Linked DNA regions of Sus scrofa: region 1 is linked to region 2. The links are chromatin contacts, called in public promoter capture Hi-C maps. All regions are on one chromosome and are shown on one strand. Each heading gives the region's core, a stretch centred on a gene start, on an enhancer-like site or on the middle of the called end of the contact. The rest is flanking DNA. Distances are from core to core; before and after follow the strand shown. Region 1 holds the start of PERP (PERP, TP53 apoptosis effector). Region 2 holds the start of CCDC28A (coiled-coil domain containing 28A).

Region 1 (6,820 bases), core at 2,615-5,114, 640 kb before region 2:
TGAATACCTCACCCTGCCCCCCCAAAAGGCCACAAGAACGTAATCCCAAAATGAAATCCTTTAAATTGAATTTAGCCTCATGTAAACCTACTAACTTTGTACTTATCCTTCTCCTTTCCTGTGCATTTAAGAACCACAGGGCTAGATGATCTAAAAGTATTTCATATAATAATCTGATTCTTTGACGTATCCAAGGCTGATTTTATGCAAGAAAACATTCAGTGCCTGCTATGGTAAAAATGAGTACTTGTGAGCTGAGATCTAAGGCAAAGGCTCTCCAAGGCCGCCTCTCTGATCCCCACTGTCTTTCCTGGAGCAGAAATTCATCTCTCTTATCCCAGTAATTTATCCACAAACTTATTTCCATTCGTCTCCACCCTGAGTCAGAGCTTGCTTAGGACTTGAAATCTACATCCCTGATGCTGAAAATATCCTCTTGAGGTACACTTTCCTAAAACTGGAAAAGAAAGTGCCGGCAGTACACAAATGGTATGTGAGAGCATGGATTCAGATTTAATTTTGCATTTTATTTATACATGAAATTTGCATGATCATTTTAGTGTTTAAATGTAGATTTTTCTTTTCCTGTTTTGAGAAATGGAAACCATGATTTTTTTTTAATTCAAACAAGTATTTGTATTTATTCAGTTGTTACGATTATGTAAAAGGAAATATTCAGTGTATAATTTGGCTCATTGATGAGGAAAATGAGGTGATATGGTAATCTGAAATTCTTTAAAAAAAAACTGTTAACAACAGCGAAGAATATAACATTCTGCTTTTTACATAATTCTAAGGAACTAGTTATCTTTATTAAAAACATTGATATTATTGAGCATTATCGCCAGTACCTGCCAGGAGTAAACTACCTATGTCTTTGATACCAAAATGAACATATTAATATCATAAATATCAGGTAATAAAAGAGAGCAGAGCACTTTGTAATCAAAAGGTATACTTTCTTCATAGTTACAATGGTAAATCGCAAGGTTTATTTTCTAGTACATAGAGGAAGTTTTTAAAAAGTGGATATATACACTTAATTCTCTATATTGAGATATAATTTTAATTAGAGTCACACTTAATTCTCTATATTGAGATATAATTTTAATTAGAGTCATCCACCTTACTCCTTGTTGTGTCTGTATATACGTGGGAGTATGTGTCAACTGCTCTGAGATAAAGTATGACCTCATGTGAAGGTACTGTTTTCGGCAAGACCTAACTGAAGCTATCTGAAAATCTCAAGAGTTCAGAGACGCCTAGATAATCGTTCCATGGTGTAGGAACACACAATTTCTACACCTGTAGAGGCAAAAGTAGCCACGAGTCCAGGGCAGGAGACAGAGCAGAAGTGTAATAACCACTCCACCTCATCTCTGACTTTAAGAGCCTGGAATGGACCGCTGCTGCTGAGTTCATGGCCATTTTCTTCTTCCCACGGTCACCTAATGACAGTGACTGCGAGGTTCACGATCTGACTCTAGGGCTTGAGCAAAAGCCATGTCTAGCACATAATTCGCACTTGATTATCTTTGTAAAGGTCACAGGAATAACTAAATTGCAATGCAAAGGCCACCACCCATTTATGAAAATCAGAAAGGTAGTCCTAGATTCCTGGAGATTTACCTGGCAAACCAAACTTTGGAAAAGACTAATTTCTATATCAAACTGAAACATCAACTATATGCTGGATCCGTGTTTTCTTTACAATTAAAAAAAAAGTTAAGGCTTTAGACTCCTGTCTAATTAAAAAATTAAACTGAGAAAAAAAAACCTGCCTACTCCCTTCTATATACAAAGCACTCTATCAGCCTGAGGTTGGAAGAGCCACACCCTTGGAAGGTGAGTTCATCCTGCACCTCAAGAAAAATAGAAACTGCATTGTGTGTGTTTCCCAAGAGGGCTGTGGTCACAGCCAGAGCCTTGCAGGCCAGATCATGTCCCAGCAAAAGTGCTGATGGAGGTTCTGCCTGCATCCCTCTCCCCTCCGGCAGGGCACTAACCTTCCTAATTCATATGCTGAGGATCGCTAAATAGTCTTTGAATCTATATTATATTAGTCTTTGCAGTGAGATATGATTATCAAAGTCTGTTTAAAACCACACTTATTTTAAGCAGGCCTATGAAGTCCCATACAAGATACTGAACTCCAATGCATTTTAACCTGAAGATAGAAACAGTATTTCAAAGGAATTCCCTTCAAAAACCTAAAAGCCTTGGGGTAACACAAACCCTGTCATGCATGATGTTTGGGTTTTAAGAGAGGGAAAACAGACTTTAAGTAAACTAGGAATCCCATTTACTCCTTATACTTTGCCTCCTTTGGGGGGAAAATTCCTTGTGCGAACTTCCAAATAATTCCACAGTGGATAAAATAAAGCACCAAGCCCCCGGTACTGGGCCCCACAAATAGAGTTTGGTTCGAAGCCCTGGGCCACTTCCGGGGGTGAGGGGCAAGTCAAAAGGTCCTAGCAGAGAAAGGAAGAAAGCAAGGTCCCCTTCTTTGTCGGTTCAACACTGTTAAACTCAGGTGGTAAGGCCCCATTCAGCAGTAGGGGGCTTCAAGCTTCCGATTACGGCTCTTCCTTAAACTACCCCCCGCCCCAACCCCACCCCCACCCCCACACGTCGCGAATCACTATGGACCCCCCAGCTGTTCTTCCCAACCCCCAGGGAGCAGGAGGTGGCCACAGACCAGAGCAAGCTCCTCTCCAGCCACTTCTACTAACAACTTAGGCACTGAGGCTTCCTCCACGCTGGAAAAATAACACTCTGCAACAGATCAAATTTATCAACTCTGCTTCATTTCGCTGGCGTAGAAGCTACGTTTGCTTTTTAGATTTTCAAATCAGATTACAATAAAGTTTTCTAAACAGCAAGGCCGGGTTTCAACCAAAAAGACACTCCCTAATGAGAACTACCCTGAGGCGTTAAACACTGCATAACTGCTGAAATTATCACTGCTAAAACTTTAACCGAAAAGGCTTTTTCAAAGGACGAGCAGCTTTCTCTTAGTTCAAGTTAAACGAATATTATAGCAATATTAGGGAAGGTACGCGTTTTGAATACTTAAATTTTAATGATGAAAAAAGAACCAGAGGAGGCTGAATGGGAAGAAATTTCAGTAGATCTCCAAGAAAAGTATACTTTGTTCATTACGTCTACTCAAACTCTTTTCAAATGGCTGAAATCTTTTTTTTTTTCCTCTGTACCCACAAATCCTACGAAAAAAACATAGTTTGAACAAGGGCTGTTTTCTTCCAGTGTCGAGCCTTGATCACTCAAGGCTTTATTTTGTTCGGGTCGGATGATGAACCTAAACTCTAAAGAGATTTCTGTCGAATCGGCCATGAACCCGACTCTGTTTAGTCCCTTCTCCTGGGGCGGCTTTCGCAGGCCGCGCACTCCTAAGGCGCTGGCGCTTCCCCAGCGGCAGCCAGGAGGACTTCCCGGAGGCGGCGGCACTCACCGTAATCCATGAGACTCTGGCAGCCTTCCTCGTAGGACCCGCTGCCGCCGCCCTCCTGAGAACACTTCCACCACAGCGAGGACGTCTGGACATGGTCGCTTGACTGCAGCCAGCCGCGGCCGGCCAGCGCGATAATGTCGAAGGCAATGGCGCTGAGCAGCAGCAGGGGCAGGATCCACCTGCAGCGCTCGCAGGCCAGGCCGCAGCGCAGCATCTCGACGGTGGTGGCGCGGAGGAGAGGAACGCGCGTGGCTCGGATGCAGGCAGAGAGTGGCCCCGGAGCGCGGGGAGCGCGACAAAAGGGAAGAAGCCGCGGGGAGGCGGCTCCGGGAGGACGCGACTCCCGGCTGGCCGCGGGGGCGCGGCGCCGGCCCCACCTAGATTCCGGTGACTCAGAGCGCGCCGCCCCGACCTGCCCGGCCGGCCCAGGCGCGCGCGGGGGAGGCGGGGCCGGGCTCGGGTTACACCGGGTGGGTGAGTTAACCCTGCCCTGGAGCTGCGGGGAGCTAAGGCCAGCGGCCGCACAGCCTCGTTTTCCCCTTACTTGTGTCCTTTTCCCACCCAACGCTTTTCTTCTCAGCGCTTCAACGTGTACACATTTTAATCTGAGCCATATCAGCTAAACACTTAATCCCAAAAGTGGAATCATGGTCTGATTTTCAACTGTACTGTATTTAAGTTTCGAGCCCTTTGAGATGGGTATTCAAATTGCACCTGGGTCATTGCCGCACTCCTTTTGGATGCGTGTACCGAACCCGGGAGCGGGTCCCTGACCCTCCCCGGCAGAGGTGGGCACTTCCTGCTGGGCTCCACCTTTGTACCTTGTACCTTGGCTGCTTCAGACTCGTAACTGTTTACATCCCCGCCTTCCCTACTGTGTTGCCAGCCCTTTGACAGAAAGACCATGTTTTATTTATCAGCATATTCCTGCTGCCTAGCACCGTGTCTGGGTCTTAAGGAGGACGCAATAAGCACTTTATGCGTGAACACGCTGAAATTAACAAACGGTCATTTTGATCTTGGAAGTGCTTCTTCCCCAGATAAATTCACGTCCTGTCTGCGGCAGTCCCTACCACAGATCTCTACCTATTTAAGCCCACTTCATCTGCCTTTTTCATTTACTACTTTGAGGTTTCTCCAAATAAAAACCATATGTTAGCATGCAGCCCGCACCTAAAGTCCCGCTTGCAGTGTCCTGGCCCTGCTGTTGTCACTGCCATGAATCCTCAGGTGTGGCAGGGTGGGTGGGGTGGCAGCCGGGAGTGGCACTGAGGAAGAAACAAGTTCTCAGTGTCTGCACCACGGCCTTGGGAGAATCATAAAGAACATTCAGTGAGGGTCATATCTTACCTTGTACCTCCAAGGATTTACTCTGAATCACTCACTTTTTCTTTCTTTTTTTTTTATTGCAGATTTAAAATATTAGTTTTAGTGATTCAATACTTTTATAGCTGTTACTCCATTAAAAGTTATTATAAAACATTGGCAATATTCCCTGTGCTGTGCAATGTATGTAGCTTATTTATTTGACACATAGAAGTTTGTGCCTCTTAACTCCTTGCAGGGAGTATGTATCCCTGTCTTGCCCCTCCCTGCTTCCCTCTCCTTAGTGGTAGGTAACCCCTAGTTTGTTCTCTATGTCAGTGAGTCTGTTTCTGTTTTGTTATATTTATTTATTTATTTATGTTAATTTCACATATGTTATAGTATATAATATTTCTCTGCCTTATTTTGCTAAGCATGATAACCTGCAAGTTCATCCAAGTTGTTACAAATGGCAAAATCCATTGCCATTGGTATATATATTGTGTGATATATAGATACATATATATATCGATATATATATATATATCGCATCTTCTTTATCCATTCGTCTATTGTTTCCACATCTTGACTATTGTTAATTATGCTGCTATGAATATTGGGTGCATGTTTCTTTTCAAATTATGTTTTCATTTTCCTTGGATATAGTCCTAGGAGTGGAATTGCTGGATCATATGATAGTTCTATCTTAAGTTTTTTGAAAGGAACATCCAAACCGTTTTCTATAGTGGCTACACCAATCTACATTCTCACCAACAGTGTAGGAAGGTTCCCTTTTCTCCACATCCTTGCCAACATTTGTTATTTGTGGTCTTTTTGATGATAGCCCTTCTGACAGGTATGAGGAAATATTTCTTTGTGGGTTTGATTTGTGTTTCTCAAATGTATCTCTTCCTTTTCCCGTTAATTTAATAGGAAAGACGTGGGAGGAATTCCCTTCATGGCTCAATGATAAACAAACCCGACTGGGAACCATGAGGATGCCATTCAATCCCTGGCCTGCTCAGTGGGTTAAGGATCTGTCGTTGCTGTGGCTGTGGTGTAGGCCAGCAGCTACAGCTCAGATTTGACCCCTAGCCTGGGAACTTCCACATGCAGCGGGTGCGGCCTTAAAAAAAAAAAAGGAAAGAAGTGGGAAATACTTAGCAGTGTTTAAAATTTAGTCCCCTGTATTTCAGTTTGGTATTCTTAACAGAAACAGAATACTATTTTGGGTCTGAAGCCACTAGAAGTAATTTCCCCAGCTTTCATTTTACATAAACCAAATTTGCATATTTCTATTAAGGGCAAATATTTTCACTTTCAAAATAGCACAAGAGAGTAGTCTGCTGAGAGTTAACTGCACATGGTGTAGACTGTGTAAAGAAAATACTCTCGAGGTTTTCAAAAGTAGTGAAAAATATTTAATTAGCTGTATAATATTTGAGAGGAAAAATCAAATTCTTACAAATTAAAGTGCTGATCTTGGGCAAAACGGTTTCAGACAAATTGAGAGTTTCAGGGGTGTCACTATCTCTGAATAATTTAGGAGTAGATATAACTTCTTTCTCTTGTTTCAGTAGAGTTGAGGAAGAGAGCTCATTAATGCTGAAGTAAAAGCAAAGAAAGTAGCTCTTCAGAATTTCTGGAAGAGACCCAAACCAACCTTGGCTGAGTTCCTCGCACATGATTCCCCACCAATGGAACCAGATAGCTCTGCTTCACATCTTTCACACTGGCCGGGTGACCTTGGGCCCCTTAACTTCTTTATGCCTCACTTTCCTCATCTATAAAATGGATAGTGCTCGCCCCACTATGTTGTAATGAGTATTAAGGGCTAATGCACGTAAAATGCTCAGGATAATGCCTGCAGAGATAAAGCCACAAAAAAAGCGTCATCGAGGATGAGGAAGGTTTTCACATACGTTTTCCACTTTAATAAGATTGAAAGTGGGACTTTTCCTGTTCATGAGGAGTAAATTCTACGAATATTAAACATAAATCATGAAATTATCTTTGACAATGCATTCATTCTAGCCTTGCAGA
Region 2 (6,872 bases), core at 4,345-6,844:
TTTCATATCCCTAAACGCAGCCTCCCATCCACCTGTGCATATCCAACTCCCATTATTGTATCACAGCACACATGGGCTGTCTACCTAGAGCCTCAGCCCTTTTCTTGATACCATATAAAGATTTACATCCCCATTGACAGGAATTACGGTGACTCTTTAAAGGACAGAGTGGTAGTAGTTTAAGATTTAGGTAACATTTTAAAATTTCCTTGTAGATAGGCACATAAATCTGGAAGCCATTCTTACTCTTTAGTCCTTCCCTCCCTCCTTCCTCTTTTACTGCTCTTCTATAAGCTGTCTCTACAGGTATTTTCTAGCAATCTTGTGGCACTCCATGATAACACTGCTACTTGAATTAAAACTCAACAAAAAGAGATAAAGCTGATGAAAAGGCTTGCTAGTCCATGGTATACTTTGTTTTCTGGCTAAGCCTATAACACAGGGCATCTTCTAGAGCTGGAGTGTTTCCAGGACAAGAACTTGGAGAAAGGCTATTGAAAGGATGACTCATCCTCATATCTTGCTGATAACCATTCTCTAATTCTACTAACTACTCCAGGCCTTTAAAAGGAAGTGTGAATAAAACATTCGATTAAAACATTAATTTTGGGAGTCCCCACTGTGGCTCAGTGGTTAACGAATCTGACTAGGAACCATGAGGTTGCGGGTTCCATCCCTGGCCTTGCTCCGTGGGTTAAGGATCCGGCGTTGCCGTGAGCTGTGGTGTAGGTCGCAGACGAGGCTAGGATCCCGTGTTGCTGTGGTTCTGGTGTAGGCTGGCGGCTACAGCTCTGATTAGACCCCTAGACTGGAAACCTCCATATGCTGTGGGTGCAGCCCTAGAAAAAGGTAAAAAGACCAAAAAAAAGAAAAAGAAAAAGAAAAAACATTAATTCTATAGAATCACAAACTGACTATCCCAAATATTAAGTTTTCAAAATAACTACTCAGGCAACAATTTCCCTAAGCTTCAGGATTAGTTTCTTCATTAGACCCCTTGGTCCAAAGGCTTGGGTACCAAACACATCTCCTAGCTACATAAAAAAGAGCACCTGTCTGGGCATTAGTGATGTCATTTGATTGGCATTATGACTAGGCCTACATCTGTGTACTTGGGGGTTTAAAGAATGATTAAATGACTCACTTTACTTCCAGAAATAAAATCAGATAGCTTCATTCATTCAAAATACATACATTCACAGAGCACCTTCCTTATGTTCTTTGTAATGTGCAATGCAATGTGCTTAAGATACAAGAATCAAATAAAACATAATATCAGCCCTCAAGGAACTTAAAGCCTATTGAGGAAGACAAATTAATCAAAGACCATTCATGTGAGAATCTTGCAAATGGCTAAGTCTGTATGTAACTTTTCAGGTCTGTTGTTTACCTTTTGTTTGTTTTTTCCAAAGCACTTAGAGGTAAAATACAATTACAAGGCTCTCGTGTTTATTTTAGAGCCCTTTCACTAATGCCCAAGATATACATCTTAGAGTAGACAAGAAATCCAGACCATCCCATTGACGGGCATTCTTTCAGTTCCATGAATATGGCAAGCTCATTTCTGCTTCAAGGCTTTTTTACTAGCTGTTTCCTGACCCAGGCATGCAAAGAAGCATTGAGTCTGAACAATCTTGGCCTAGGTTTCTGGTATGAAAGGAAAAAGAGATGGAGAAACACTTAGCAAATGATGGAGAGACTCCCAAGTTTAAAAATCAAAAATCAAAATTCTCTTCCCTAGAAGAAACACAAGGGACAACAAGTGGGTGATTCTTTTCCAGGAACTCAGAGTACCTATTTGATTTGGGTTGTGATACCAGCCTTTTCCTTTAGAGTGTAACTTCAAGGGGAAAGATGATTCATGTTTGTTTGTTGTCTTTTTTAGGGCTGCACCATAGCACATGGAAGTTCCCAGGCTAGGGGCTGAGTCGGAGCTACAGCTGTGGCCTTCGCCACAGCCACAGCAATGCCAGGTCTGAGCTGCATCTGCAACCTACACCAAAGCTCATGGCAACACCAGATCCTTAACCAACTGAGCAAAGCCAGGGATCGAACCCTTGTCCTCATGGATGCTAGTCGGGTTCATTACAGCTGAGTCATGACAGGACTCAGATAATTCATGCTTTTAATTCAATAAGTGAGGATATACAACAGTGACTTCCAAACCTATGCACCACCTGAGGGCCTTCCACAAAAACATTCCTGATTCAATAAAATATGAAAAAAAATCATGGCACTTATAATTCTAATGGAAATTTGAACACTGAGTGCATATTTAATGGTAGAGTAATTACTGATGTTTTAAGAATAATAGTGATATTGTGGTAAAGTTTTAAAAAGTCTTTTAGTGATCCATACTGAAACAGCATGGTTTCCGTGAGGTCTGGGATTTGCTTCAATGTATCACTGAAGAGGGGACAATGTTGCAGAAGGGGTATAAACTAAACAAGATTGGCCATGAGTGAATAGCTAGATGATGGGCACATGGGATTCATTATACTGTTCTGTCTTCTTTGGGATATGTTTGAAATTTTCCATAAGAAAAATATTCTCCAAAACATACTCTAGAGTATGTTAATAGGGGAGGAGGGGAGTGATCTTGTTGATCACAGCTCATATCCTGGGAATATATACTCTCTTTAGGAGCAAAGTATCCGATTGATTTACACAAAGTGCATTTAACAACCCAAAGCAGAATTTTTGCAGTACGAAGGAAAATCTAATGTCTCAAAGTACAAAATTTCTTTCAATTCTAAATTTCAAATAAAATAAACCACATTCCATGAGGATGCAGGTTTGATCCCTGTCCTTGCTGTGGGTTAAGGATCTGGCGTTGCCGTGAGCTATGGAGTAAGTTGTAGATGCAGCTCGGATGCTGTGATGCTGTGTCTGTGGTGTAAGCCAGCAGCTATAGCTCTGATTCGACCCCTAGCCTGGGAACCTCCATATGCTATAGGTGTGGCCCTAAACAGGAAAATAAATACATCAATCAATCAATCAATCACATTAGAAATTGTACCTCTATGACTCTACCTCATGTCACTCTGTCCCCAAGTCAGTACAATCCAGCCACATCGACCCCTTGCTTCCTCAAACATGCCAAGCTCTTTTGTGCTTAAAGGCCATGGTTTAGCCATGTGCTTTGTCAAAGAACGCTCTTCCCCTAGATTATCCCATGGCTGGCTTCTTCATTCATATCTCAACTTCCCCAGTGTTGCCTCTTCAGGAGGGCCTTCCCTGGCACTCCATCTTCAGTACCCTCACCCCTTACAATAACTCCCTACGACCTTTAGCTCCTATTTCAGAGCACTTATCACCAAGTGAAACTGCCTTATTTGTCTACTAATTTACTGTCTGTCTCCTTTATTAGGAATATAAGATCTCTGACCGTGGAGCTCTTGTCCATCTTGTTCATGGATGCCCCCTGACCCTTACGTCAGTGTCTGGCCAAAACAGGGACTCAGGACAGAACTTTGAATACATGAACTATGTACATTTGGAAGGGTACCTTCTTGCACCCCTACATTATATCAGGTACTGCAAATGCAAATATCCCAGAGCTCAGATGGGTGCTAAGTGCACTGGGCCTTAGAGAAAAATGGAGACCACCTGAACTGGTCTGAAGGAGGCAGCCGCTCTTGAGCTTGACCTACTACTGCCAGGCTACAGGGAAGATCTAGAGTAGTCAGATCTTCCCGCTACTGGGATGCCAAATAGATGAGATGACATCCATTTTTCATTTCTTCACTTTTTTGCTTTTCACTTTTATGGCTGCACCAGCAACATATGGAAGTTCCCAGACTAGGGGTCGAATTGGAGCTGCAGGTTCAGACCTATGCCACAGCCACCGCAATACCGGATCCAAGCTGTATCTGGGACCCATGCCACAGCTTGCAGCAATGTAGGATCCTTACCCCACTGATCGAGGCCAGGGATCGAGCCCATATCCTCAAAGAAACAACGCTGGGTCCTTAACCCACTGAGCTACAATGGGAACTCCTAATCTCTTCACTTTCAATTGTTAGCAACTAATTTGAAAAAAATTTAAATAGCATGTGAATCACCAGTTTGCAAGCTCTGCTTATCCAGATCAGACAATTCAGAGAAGAGTTAAGAGATACTGAGAAAAGATATTGAGAAGATTGCACCCAAGAGTATTGTTTGTAATGGTGAAAAATGGGAAACAACCTAAATATCCATCACTACGGGAATTCTCAAATAATGTGTGGTAAGCCTATTTGATTAGAATACTATATAGTTAAGACAAGTGAAGTCTAGCCATCTGTATCAGTGTGCATAGATCTCAAAAACATAGAACTGGGTGAGAAGGCAAGTTGTAGATCAATACACAAAACATAATAGCATAAAACTTCAAAAGTTCAAAGTTATTCTATATATAGTTTACAAATACTTAGTAATAATGAAAGTATACGAACCTAGATTAGCAAAATGCATTTCAAACATAAGACCAGAGTTGCCCCTCCGAAGGAGAGTGGCATTGAAAATAGGTGGCACCTACTTTATTCAAATAACCTATTTCTTTCATTTAAAGATATAAAATGACAAAATGTAACATCCGTTCATTCTGGACAGTGGGTGAGTGAATGTTTACTCTGTTTTTCTTTTTAAAACATTTCAGAATTTTAAAATATGGAAAGGGTGGCAGTAGAAGAACATATACTAGAAACCAAGGCAACTGCGTTCGTCTTTGCTCTGCCTCTTTGGCATTAATATAACCTCTAATACTGTTTCCTCATTAGCAAATGAGGAGAAAGTATGTGGTTCTCTCCAGTCTCTTCAATCTGTCAGTGAACCTAAAACTTTCCACCCGCAACCCGGATACAGGAAAGGCTAGCCAAACTAGGGAATGATACATGGATTCTCCCCCCGTTAGGAAAGTTCGATCTCTCTCAAACGTCAATTACTTCTCCAGAGGCGGTACGTGTAGTGAAGTGTCTTGGCGACAGAGAGACCTGGATTTATTAGCAGTTCTGACTTTCAGAGTCCTCACTTCTAAAACGGGTATTTCTCACACCCAGCTTATAGATTGTAGTGAGATAACTTCTTTCAAGGGCCTAAACGGTACCTATATAGCAGCAGTAAGAGAATTTCATTTAGGGGCTCTGCATCGGGATCGCTAAACAGAATCAGTTTTTCACGCTGGCTTCCAAGACAAAAGTAGGTTACCTTGCCAAATGCCGGCGATGTGTCAGAAACTCTCCGGGATAGTTGCTATGGCGACACTCTGGTTCCGCCTCCAAACTTGCTCGAACAGCATTCTGGGAGTTGTAGTGCGTGGACGCTGATACACACCGAGGGGATGGGGCAACTTCCGGAAAGGGTACTGCACTTCCGGTTTTTGCCTCCACCACCGCCCCTCACGCTCACTTCTTGTGGGCCACAGACCCCAAAATAAAAGCCAAGCTATGGGTTCTCCTTTCCAAGCTCGCCAAAGGTACAGCTGAAGGCGGGACATGGGAAGCAATGCGGTCCCAGGGGCGGAAACGAGAGCGGCATTGGCGGAACAGGAAAAGGCCAGGCTCGCGCCTAGGGCACGGAGGCTCCGCCTCCTAACGTCACTTCCGTAAACAAAGCTCACTGTGGAGGCGCGAGGTCCGGGATGTGACCCCAGCTCAAGCTGCGGCGGTAGCATTGGCGGCTGCAGCTGCGGCGGTGGCTTCGGAGGCCCCGGAGTCTTTGCAAGCTGAGGAAGAGGACCCCGATCCCCTTCTTCCTGAGGTATGAAGTGGAAGCACAGCCACTCCCTCAGTGTCCACCTGTAAGCCCCTTCCCCGATCCACTCTAGCCATTACTGAATTCTAGGGGGCGAAGGGTGGTTTCAGCTCCGCTCCTTGGGGGAGGGAAATAAGGTAATGTACAGAGGGATTCCTGGCGGTCCTGCCTGGGGGTTGTGAATTCCTGCCTCAAACTAATGTGTGAGTTAGACTACAAGCAGTTTATGAAGGCCTTCTCTGAAACGTTCCTTGTTGCTTGGTATGCAAGAAGGATTTCGGTGCTCTTGTGCTAGTAATGTTACCTTACCAAAAAAGAAAAAAAAAGGGGGGGGGGTTATTTTTAAGCACTGGCCCTTCAAAACATCTTAGTTTAGAATGGTTTATTTGCATTGCTTTACCTTCTGTTTTGTTTTTTTTTCTCTTTTTGTATCACCAACTGTGTATAAGCATCATTAAATTTAAAGACCAATGTGTTTATATCTATCATAAATTTATACAGATCCTTGCCTTTCTGCAGAATGGATATCCCATCTTCTCTATTTAGTTATTTTAACATTTATTTTGCATGCTGAAACAACTCCAAAATGTCTGTTCTGTTACTAAAAATGCTTCTAAAAGGAAAAATTGTTAGCCAGGATTTAAGCGGATTTACTTTTGTTATCTGAAATTATAGACTGGTCAATAGAGCCTTTCCTTTACAACCTTTGGTTCTTTGGAGGTATCCTAGCTCTAGTTTTGATTGTCTAGAGTTAGCCTAAGCCAGTGGTTTAAATAACAGTGCTAGTTGCACTGAGTCCAGGCAATGGCAGAAAAATCTGTTTTCATTAAAATTCTCAAGTAATTACTTTAGGAGTGACATCAATGAATTTGAGTCTTTTTTCAAGGGTCATAGCATGATTAAATTCAACACAACATACAATAAGAGGTCTAATGTACCTAAGGCACTTTATAGTCTGATAAGGTGAAGAGCCATATAAATTTCTCATCTTATGATACATGCAGAAATATAATTTAATATTTGTGCATAAATAAAAAAGAAATGTGGAAGGATATTGTTATTATTATTATTATTATTATTATTTTTTTTTTTTTTTTGCCTTTTCTAGGGCCGTTCCCACTGCATATGGAGGTTCCCAG

What was found. Promoter capture Hi-C pulls out the DNA fragments that hold promoters and counts their contacts.
Region 1: a promoter capture Hi-C map of liver shows a contact between it and region 2, with 12 times the contacts expected there. The contact joins the promoter of PERP here to the promoter of CCDC28A in region 2. A contact is called at or near these places in 2 of 5 promoter capture datasets (fetal skeletal muscle and liver), 12 of 47 Hi-C or Micro-C datasets (alveolar macrophages, embryonic fibroblasts, epiblast stem cells and 9 more) and 1 of 2 datasets of contacts at active chromatin or transcription factors (skeletal muscle).

The regions. Positions count from the first base shown.
Region 1 is chr1:26,298,298-26,305,117 of Sscrofa11.1, reverse strand. PERP (PERP, TP53 apoptosis effector) reads right to left here and starts at 3,864. Exons shown (of 3, transcript NM_001244825.1): 1 at 3,473-3,864. The coding sequence starts at 3,686.
Region 2 is chr1:25,661,999-25,668,870 of Sscrofa11.1, reverse strand. CCDC28A (coiled-coil domain containing 28A) reads left to right here and starts at 5,594. Exons shown (of 6, transcript NM_001244669.1): 1 at 5,594-5,739. NHSL1 (NHS-like protein 1) reads right to left here and starts at 5,317. Exons shown (of 7, transcript XM_021087407.1): 1 at 5,188-5,317.